Linked DNA regions of Mus musculus: all the other regions are linked to region 3. Evidence: chromatin contacts called from public HiChIP or PLAC-seq data. All regions are on one chromosome and are shown on one strand. The core of a region is the stretch at or near the end of the contact, and the rest is flanking DNA. Distances in the headings are between cores, read along the strand shown.

Evidence for each region. HiChIP or PLAC-seq counts read pairs in DNA pulled down with a chosen protein or histone mark.
Region 1: a FOXA1 HiChIP or PLAC-seq map of pancreatic cancer cells shows a contact between it and region 3. The contact joins two enhancer-like sites. A contact is called at or near these places in 1 of 484 Hi-C or Micro-C datasets (granulosa cells) and 1 of 115 datasets of contacts at active chromatin or transcription factors (pancreatic cancer cells).
Region 2: a contact with region 3 is called in a FOXA1 HiChIP or PLAC-seq map of pancreatic cancer cells. The contact joins two enhancer-like sites. A contact is called at or near these places in 1 of 115 datasets of contacts at active chromatin or transcription factors (pancreatic cancer cells) and 1 of 9 other capture datasets (pancreatic islet).

Annotation. Positions count from the first base shown.
Region 1 is chr11:8,633,681-8,636,380 of GRCm38.p6, reverse strand. The region is part of intron 1 of Tns3 (tensin 3); the gene reads left to right. Among named protein-coding and RNA genes, the nearest start is that of Tns3, 30 kb to the left of the region's middle. Within about 2 kb of position 1,445, at least 78 of the 459 cell types and tissues checked have an H3K27ac peak or open chromatin away from gene starts, as enhancers often do. A contact at or near this core is called in pancreatic cancer cells, where this site is marked.
Region 2 is chr11:8,580,878-8,583,577 of GRCm38.p6, reverse strand. All of the region lies in intron 3 of Tns3 (tensin 3), which reads left to right. Among named protein-coding and RNA genes, the nearest start is that of Tns3, 82 kb to the left of the region's middle. Within about 2 kb of position 1,282, at least 55 of the 459 cell types and tissues checked have an H3K27ac peak or open chromatin away from gene starts, as enhancers often do. A contact at or near this core is called in pancreatic cancer cells, where this site is marked.
Region 3 is chr11:8,423,135-8,425,834 of GRCm38.p6, reverse strand. No RefSeq gene overlaps it. Among named protein-coding and RNA genes, the nearest start is that of Tns3, 240 kb to the left of the region's middle. Within about 2 kb of position 1,409, at least 83 of the 459 cell types and tissues checked have an H3K27ac peak or open chromatin away from gene starts, as enhancers often do. A contact at or near this core is called in pancreatic cancer cells, where this site is marked.

The sequences.
Region 1 (2,700 bases), core at 196-2,695, 210 kb before region 3:
TCATGACTCCCTGTGCCCTCCACATTTTGGACAGATGCAGGCTTGTTCTTTATTCCTCATGTCTGATGCGCCATTCACTGGGGATGTTGCCTCCGAGGTCCCCTGCAGATGCCTAGCCCCTGTCATTTTGGAGTGCTGGGTACCTGAGTCCCTTAGTTCTTCCTTGGGTTCTCTGCTCCAAACTCCCTCTCCCTATCCTCTGGGCATTCTTCCACATGGCTTTCTCTCTTTTCTTTTTCTGGAGGAAAGTCCCTTTAGTCACTTTAGGTTTAAGGAGTCTCTGCCCCTTCCACTGTCCAGTAAGCTCTGGAATGCATGAATGGAGAAATGGTCCCTAAGCAGCTAATCAGAAATTCAAAGGGCAGCTGATAGGAGGCCTTGCATTCCAAAGACCCAACCCTGGGTGTAACCCAGGGGTGTGGCCTCCAGTGACAGTCACCTTAAACCTAGTGGCTGTCTCTGTTGATTTACACACTCCTTTTCTAATGCCATTTGTGTGAGACTCATGGGATGCGGTCTGAGGGACACAGTGAGAACACCCACCCCGTTCCTGCAGGCTGGTGTGCCCTGAGCTGAGACGTAGATATAGCAGTAAAGGGATACTGACCAAGCCAGTGCCATCTCCGCCCAATGTGAGGACAGTGATGGCTATAAACTTCAACTTCTTCTTCCTCTTCTTCCTCCTCTTCTTCTCTTCCTCCCCCTCTTCTTCCTCCTCCCCCTTCTTCTTCTTCTTCTTTTTTTTTTTTTTTTAAATAAAGGATGATTAGGAAGATTGCCAGTCCTGTGTTATACATATTTTTTCCTCCAGTGAATTTTTTTTGTTGTTGTTGTTTTTGTGAGACAGGGTTTCTCTGCATGGTCCTGGAACTCACTCTGTAGACCAGGCTGTCCTCGAACTCAGAATTTCACCTGCCTCTGCCTCCCAAGTGCTGGGATTAAAGGCGTGCGCCACCACGCCCAGCTTCCAGTGATGTTTTAAAATGACAAGCAACTACTCAAACTCTTTGGTAAGTTGAGAGCTCTTTGTCCTGCTCTCCTGCCTTTGCTGAGTAGCTGTGTAGGGGTAGGAGGTGGGAGGCTGGGGTGCCCCTTGTGTGGTAGTTATGTGTTGGCCTCCTGTATCAGTGCTCTGCCAGACTCATGAACACTTGGGGGCTGAACCTCAAGGCCATTTCCATGGTGGGGTTAGGGGGATGTTACTGCTGTGAGTCTGGACTCCCTGAAAATGCTGACTCACAGCCACCTGAGCAGTAGTCTCACCTTCGGAAGACTTTGATAATAAGTAGCTAAAACTTGTTGTGTTGATGAAAACAGAACTGGGGGTGGGGCTTGGGGAGGGGTGGGGGAGTTGGCAGCCGGGAACATAACCCCTCCTGGAGTGTCTGATTAACATTCAGTAGAAGTCTTTGAGATCGCTCAGCAGTAACCAATGAAGAAACCGTGACTCAGTGAAGTTAATAATAAACCGGTGGTTGCACTGCTGGACTGGCTGGAGTCTACCAAGGCATCCTGGTCTTTGCGGCCATTGTGTGTTGCCCACTTCCCTTTAGGCATGCCTGCTGGGGGAATGTCCCAGGCTCTGGGCTTCTTGTTCCCAAGTCCGTTGCTCCTAGTGTGTCATCTCAGCTGTAGCTGTGAGCCCCATGGGGGATTTTGAAGACATACTGCATCTGGGAGCTGGCCCCAGGGTTTGTGCTATAAATGATTGAGGGAGAGTTGGTTCAGTTTAGGATGTTTCTGTCCACTCCCTTCAGGGGTGTCTGAGGGTCACTATGGCCTGTCTTGGCCCTGGGAGGCCCCTCTGATGATGTGCTGTCTTCCCTGCTCAGGGTCTATATATGGTTTTGTTGTTGTGTGCTGGCCCCAACAGGGGAAGTTGGGTTGTTTCTGGTCTGGAAGAGCCGAGGAGGCCTGAAAGGACCAGGGGTAATCCAGGGGTCTCCCTGTGGACTCTAGGAACAGCCAAGAGTGTCTCCATGTTGGAGGAACTGCTGGCTGTGCCCTCCAGGACCTGGATGTAAATCAGGCTTCGGTAGGTTCTCCTTAGCAGACGGCCTGGCGAAACTGCACAGGTTTTCTTTAAGTTAGGTTTGATTTCTAACTTTCACTGGTTAGTTTGAACATAGAAATTGTACATATGCATAGAACACAGTGGTGTGTGTCTCTCAGCTCTAGCGTGGGGTTTTTAATGAATGTGCATTGCATCCTGATAACAGTAGGGCTATTAGCATGTCATCATCTTAGATGCTTATTATTTTTTGTGGTGAGAGCATTGAAATCTTCTACCTTGCAACATATGATATGCTATTCTCAACTCTGGAATTCTGTGCAATAAAACCCCAGAACTTGTTGGCATCTAAAACTTTGTACCCATTGGTCAATCCCAGAACACCCCACCCCCACCCCCAGCCCCCACCCTGCCCCCACCCCTGCCAGGATGGTGCTGATCACCTCTCCACTCTCACTTCTCTACTTCTCTCAGACTCTTTTTTCTTTTCTTTTCTTTTCTTTTTTTAAAGATTTATTTATTATTATATGTAATTACACTGTAGCTGTTTTTAGACACACTAGAAGAGGGCATGAGATCTCATTATGGATGGTTGTGAGCCACCATGTGGTTGCTGGGATTTGAACTCAGGACCTTCAGAAGAGCAGTCAATACTCTCAACCGCTGAGCCATTTCTCCAGCCCCCAGAT
Region 2 (2,700 bases), core at 33-2,532, 160 kb before region 3:
GGAATTTTTGATGATTCACAAAGGGTTGGATGCAAACATACCTTTATTCTATGTAGTAGCATGTAGTGGTTTTAACCATGCATCTCTTAGAGAAATTGGTAGAAAAATAATCACTCTTGACGTGGCTTGGCCAGAATGAAATTTAATTGGACACGACAGCCAGGGTTGAATTCATGGCTTAATTGTGTGAATGGAAGTGTGTTGAACTGGCTAGTCCTTTCTCTCCCTGGGGACTTTGACCTCCTGAGTGGTAGTCATAGTAGACCTGCTCCTCCTTTACCAGAGACTCCTGCTGGCCATGGTGAGGGGCAGAGGCGGCTGGCTGGGGCAGAAGCTTTCTTTTTCAACATACACTTCACTTGTTGGTTAAAACTCTACCTTTTGCCCAAGGTTCAGGACCAAAGCATGCATGTATTCCCCCAAAGCATGCATGTATATACACACACATACACACATGTGCACATTCATATACTTATTGACTGACACATCAGAACTCTCTCACAGGTCCCTCACTCAGACTTTTAGTCATATATGGGCTGTCACAACAACTCACATATTTCTCACATATTTCTCAAAAAAAAAAAAGGCCCAATTTTGGGGAATCATACATTCTAGGCAAGCTTTATATCACAGAGCCCACCCCCACCTTCCTCCTAGTCTCTGCGTTTTAAATATGCACACTGCCATTCACATGTGTAATTAGTGTCAGGTCATAAGCCCCTTCTGCTTCCTTGAGGACTTGCTGGCCCGGAGACAAGGTTATCAACATCAGCAGGCTCCAGGCATCTACATAGCCAGGTGTGGGTTGGGCATAGCCATGTTTGTTTGTGGTTGTCCTTGGTAACCACAGATTAGGCCACAGACAAAGCCAAGTCAAGGCCATAAAATGGCTCTCAGACTGGTCTCTCAGAGGGGCCCTGGTCAGGTCAAGAGAAGGACATGGGTCCCAAGATCTATTGCTTGTAACTCAGGGCCCATAGCTCTCTCCTGGGATTTTCTGTAGCTGCCAGCTCTGACCCTTTACTGCCACCTTTTGTCACCCCGACTCTATTGGGTGCTGCCATGAGGAGGAGGACAAGCAGCTAGAGCCCGCTGGGTATATTTTTGTGAGATTCATCCTGTGACAATCCTTTTTGATTTAGCTTCCCACGCACAGGACAGAATGTGCAGAATTTCTGTGTTGATAGGGTTCAGGACAAAGACCTGCAGACAGGTGTGGCTTATATAGGACGTGTTTATGGAGCCAGCTTGAGCCTGCACATGCGTGGCCCCATGAGGGTGTGTCCTGATGCCTTGGCTCTTAGCCTGTCGTCCTCTAGTCTCCACCCTTCTGAAGAGTACTCAGCCTCCATGATGCCATGCCTTGGCTGGTAGGTGCACATTCACAGAAGGAGGTGCCTCAGCTCAGAGACTCCTGAGTAGAACCATCCGTAGAAGCATACCCGAGGAAGGGTTGACACTGGGAGGGCCCTTGTCCTGGTGCCCTGCATTAGTGTCTGCTACTCAGTTTTCGGTCCAGTTTGTGGCCTTGGATGGATATCCTGAGACTGAAGATGGCCCTGGCCCACGGTGTTTCCCTCAGTGACATGCCAGGGGGCAGAGGACCAGAGTGTTAGGTTAGAGCTGCATCTGAAGAGGATGAACAAGCATGAAGATGAAGAATATGAGGTGTCATCCTCATCTGGACCCTGGACAGACAATGAGCTCACCTCATTCTGTGACCTGGACAACTGCCTGCTCTTTCTATATCTTCATCCTGCTCCCGCTGGCTCTTCATCCTCAAGAGATGAAGTTGGGGAGTTGGGTAGGTGGGTCCACAGGTCACAGGGGCAAGAGCAGTAGTGACAGAGCCCCAGAGCTTTGTGGGCTCCAGAGAGTAGAAAGAAGTGTGGAGAAACTGTCCTGCTTTCTAGACAGGTTGAATGGCAGTTGGAACCTATGAGCCCACAAAGATAGCCACTGAGCCCAATCACAGGACTGCTGGCCGTCCATGTTTCTTAATGCCAGGTTAACTGGCATGAACCAAGAATGGGAGCATCCTGAGAGAGGCAATGCGGTTCTGTCTGTGGTCAGTTACTGCTCTTGCTTTACACAAGGAGAAGTAAACTACAAATGCCGATTATAGCCAGGTTTCTCTCGTCCTGATATCTGGTTGTAGCTAAATTGGAAGGACATATCGTGATGTGTTTTGTTGATTGTAGATGGTCTGCCTAGGACTTGAGTAACCTGATCACAGAGCTTATGTCTCATTTCTAGTCCCTGGAGCTGCACACTGCACAGCACCTGTTTATAGGGGGATGTGCGATGTAGAAGACCCCCTGCCGTGTGTGTGTGTGTGTGTGTGTGTGTGTGTGTGTGTGTGAGTGTGTGTGTGATGTTTAAACAAGGTCTCCCTATGTATCCTTCTCTGGTCTGAACTCTTTGTAGACCAGGCTGGCTTCAAACTGACAGATTCTTCCTCTATTTCCCAAATTCTTGCGTTAAAGATGTGTGCCCATGCCAAACCCTTATCCATCATTTTTAAACTCGAGTTTCTGGCATGGTATAGGAATTCCTCCCACATATGCTTCTGGTCAGTTACTTGAAAATATTGGTAAACTATATTTAGGACAGTTTTCAGTTTATAGAAAATTAAGCATGCGTTTGGTATATTTAAAATCTGTCTAATGCATAGTACCTGGTGAGTCAACATCAATACAT
Region 3 (2,700 bases), core at 160-2,659:
GCAGTGGCCAGAGTGAAATTTATAAGTCTAAATGCCTGTACTAGAAATGAAAGGTGTTACAGCGATGACTGGATGTAGCCTGGGCTGGGCTGGGCACCACGGAGGCCTACCACCCCAATCCATTCGTTACTCACCCCACATACTGGATTCATTGTGCTCCCTCAGTGTTGTATGGGGCCTGAGATGAACCTCTTATTTGTAAACACTTCAGACAGCCATTTAAAGAGTCTTAGAAACATCTACCACCATTTCATGAGGTACAGAGACTTCACAGTCTCAGTAACTCCTTAACTTAAGGGTAAGGAAGCTTGCGGCTGTCCACTTCTTACTGGACGAGCCCTCAAGCCTGGCACGTAAGGAGGCCAGGTCTAAATTCCAGGGCTACCTAGACAAGTGAGCTCATCTTTTATCCATCTGCTGTGTTGCCTGGCCAGCATTTCCCTCTTCGTGCAGGACTGGCTCATCAGTGCAATGAAGCTACTTTTCCAGCCTGTTATGCAGGGCAAAGATGGATAGGAAGAGTGTCACTGTGTCACTAAAAGCTTCCCCACTTTGACAAAGAGCATCCAGACCCTTGCTCTGTGCATGCGTCTTTGTAGGGCAGATACTGGAGAACCAGAGGCTCAGCAGTTTCATGCCCCGTGCCAGGTCTCCTGGGTTCTGACTCTACACTGAGTAGATTAGGTCTGCAGAGCAGACTCGAGCTAAGTGCCTGCTGTTTGCTAAGTGCAGTGCATCACTATGGTTGGTTGGTTTATGTGTCCAAGCTGCCACCCGCTGAGATGAGTCCCAGGAATCATTAGCCTGGGCACACACGTGTATGTTTCCCCTCCATCTGGGTGAGGATATGACCTCAAATTCTAAGTCAACAAGAATTTCCTCTGTGCTCTGAGCTGATAAATCTCTAACCTCCTGCAGTGACAACGGGCTTATGATTAGCTTTCTACAGGTTCAGTGGCCCTGCCGGCTTTTAACGGTTTGAAAACAGCAAATTGGCCTTGGCTTCTAAGGCATAAGTAGTGTGGTGGTCATGCTCACTGAGTAGCTTGCTTCTCAGTCTGTCTTGGCAGTGGCCCAGTCTCCGTTCATAGACCATGAAGTTTAGGGTTGTGCCTTGGCCACCAGCAAAAGGAAAAACACAAAGAATGTGTTGTTTCACACCACCGAATGTGTTGTTTCACATTCGGTGCTTTCTACATCCTGCCTTCTCAGGACAACCAACAATGCAGCAGAGGAGGCTGCAGGAACTCAGTCCCTGCCTCTTTGTGCATGCACGCTTCCCGGGCTTCCCCCAAAGTGCAGGCTGCCTTCTAATGCCAAGAATCAAGCAAAACCTCCATTACCAGTGTGCTCTCCTCCCTCTGCCCCCAGCTTTGTGCTGCGTGGAGCCAGCCAGTTGTTGAGAATTCAGTGAGGTGATCCTGCCCCCTAGTGGCTATCATAGCTTCCTACAGCAGGGTGTCTTTATAATCTGTAAATTGTTGCCAGCTTAAAAGGGAGGATGAGTGTAATGGCAAATATTAGTCCCCTTAGAAAAGTGGCTCTCAACCTGATGGTCACAACCCTTTTCACAGGTGTCGCATATCAGATATTCTGCATATCAGGTATTTACATTAGGACTCATAACAGCAGCTAAATTACAATTATGAAGTAGTAAGGAAAAGAATTTTATGGTTGGAGTGGGGTCACCATAAGATGAAGAACTGTATTAAAAGATAGCAGCACTGGGAAGGTTAAGAGTCACTGCCTTAGAGGATAAAAGTATAGTTACTGAAGCCCTGTTGCTTATGGCCTGGGTTGGACCTGAACTTCATGGTAGACCCTGGACTTAGAGCTCCCTAGTTATTGACAACTGCAGGCCTCAGCCCTCCCGTTAGTCCCAGATGAAACCTGACGGGGCGTGTGGAAGCCAGGAAGACAATCAAATGAGTGGGGGGAATGTTTCCAACAAGTGGTGTTATCACCCCAACTATGGCAGGAGTTGCAAAAAGTCCAACATTCAGACTGAAAACCTGAGGTCGGTCTCATAAGTAGTGTCACAAATAATCCAGTATCATCCATGCCCCCAGAACAGAGGTAGCCGACACGAGCCAGCACATAAAGCACTGTCCTCGTGTTTTCATGTTTCCTTGGATGTCCCCTGGGAGCTGAAACAGGTTCTGTGGAGGTTTCTAAGGGAAGGAGAGAGGGTGCTGTTCTTTGTCTGTTACATGTGAATATGCTCTAGCAGTTTAACCTTGTGGGTAGAATGCTAGCTCTGTCTGCCATGACATATGTGTATGTATGTATGTATGTATGTATGTATGTATGTGTATGTGTGTGTATGTGTGTGTATGTATAGTTTCTGACCCCCTTGTGTATTCCCATTTCCTCTTCATTACCTCTGCAGAAGCATAGTTCTCTGGGTATTTGTGTGTGTGTGTGTGTGTGTGTGTGTGTGTGTGTGTGTGTGTGTATGTGTGTGTGTGTTTCTGCATCTGGAGACCAGACAAAAGCGCCTTCTCTGTGGAATAGTGGGCCTGCTCTAAAACCATGGCGAGAGTGAACTGTGAATACTCTAACACTTTACACTTGTGAGTAAAATGGTTGCTATGCCGCCCGACTTCCATAGACATCCCCTGTGAAGGAGACCTTTAACAGCGCGATGAGCTCCGGAGGCCTTGGGGATGGTGACATCTGTTGAAGCTCTCCCCCCTGCTG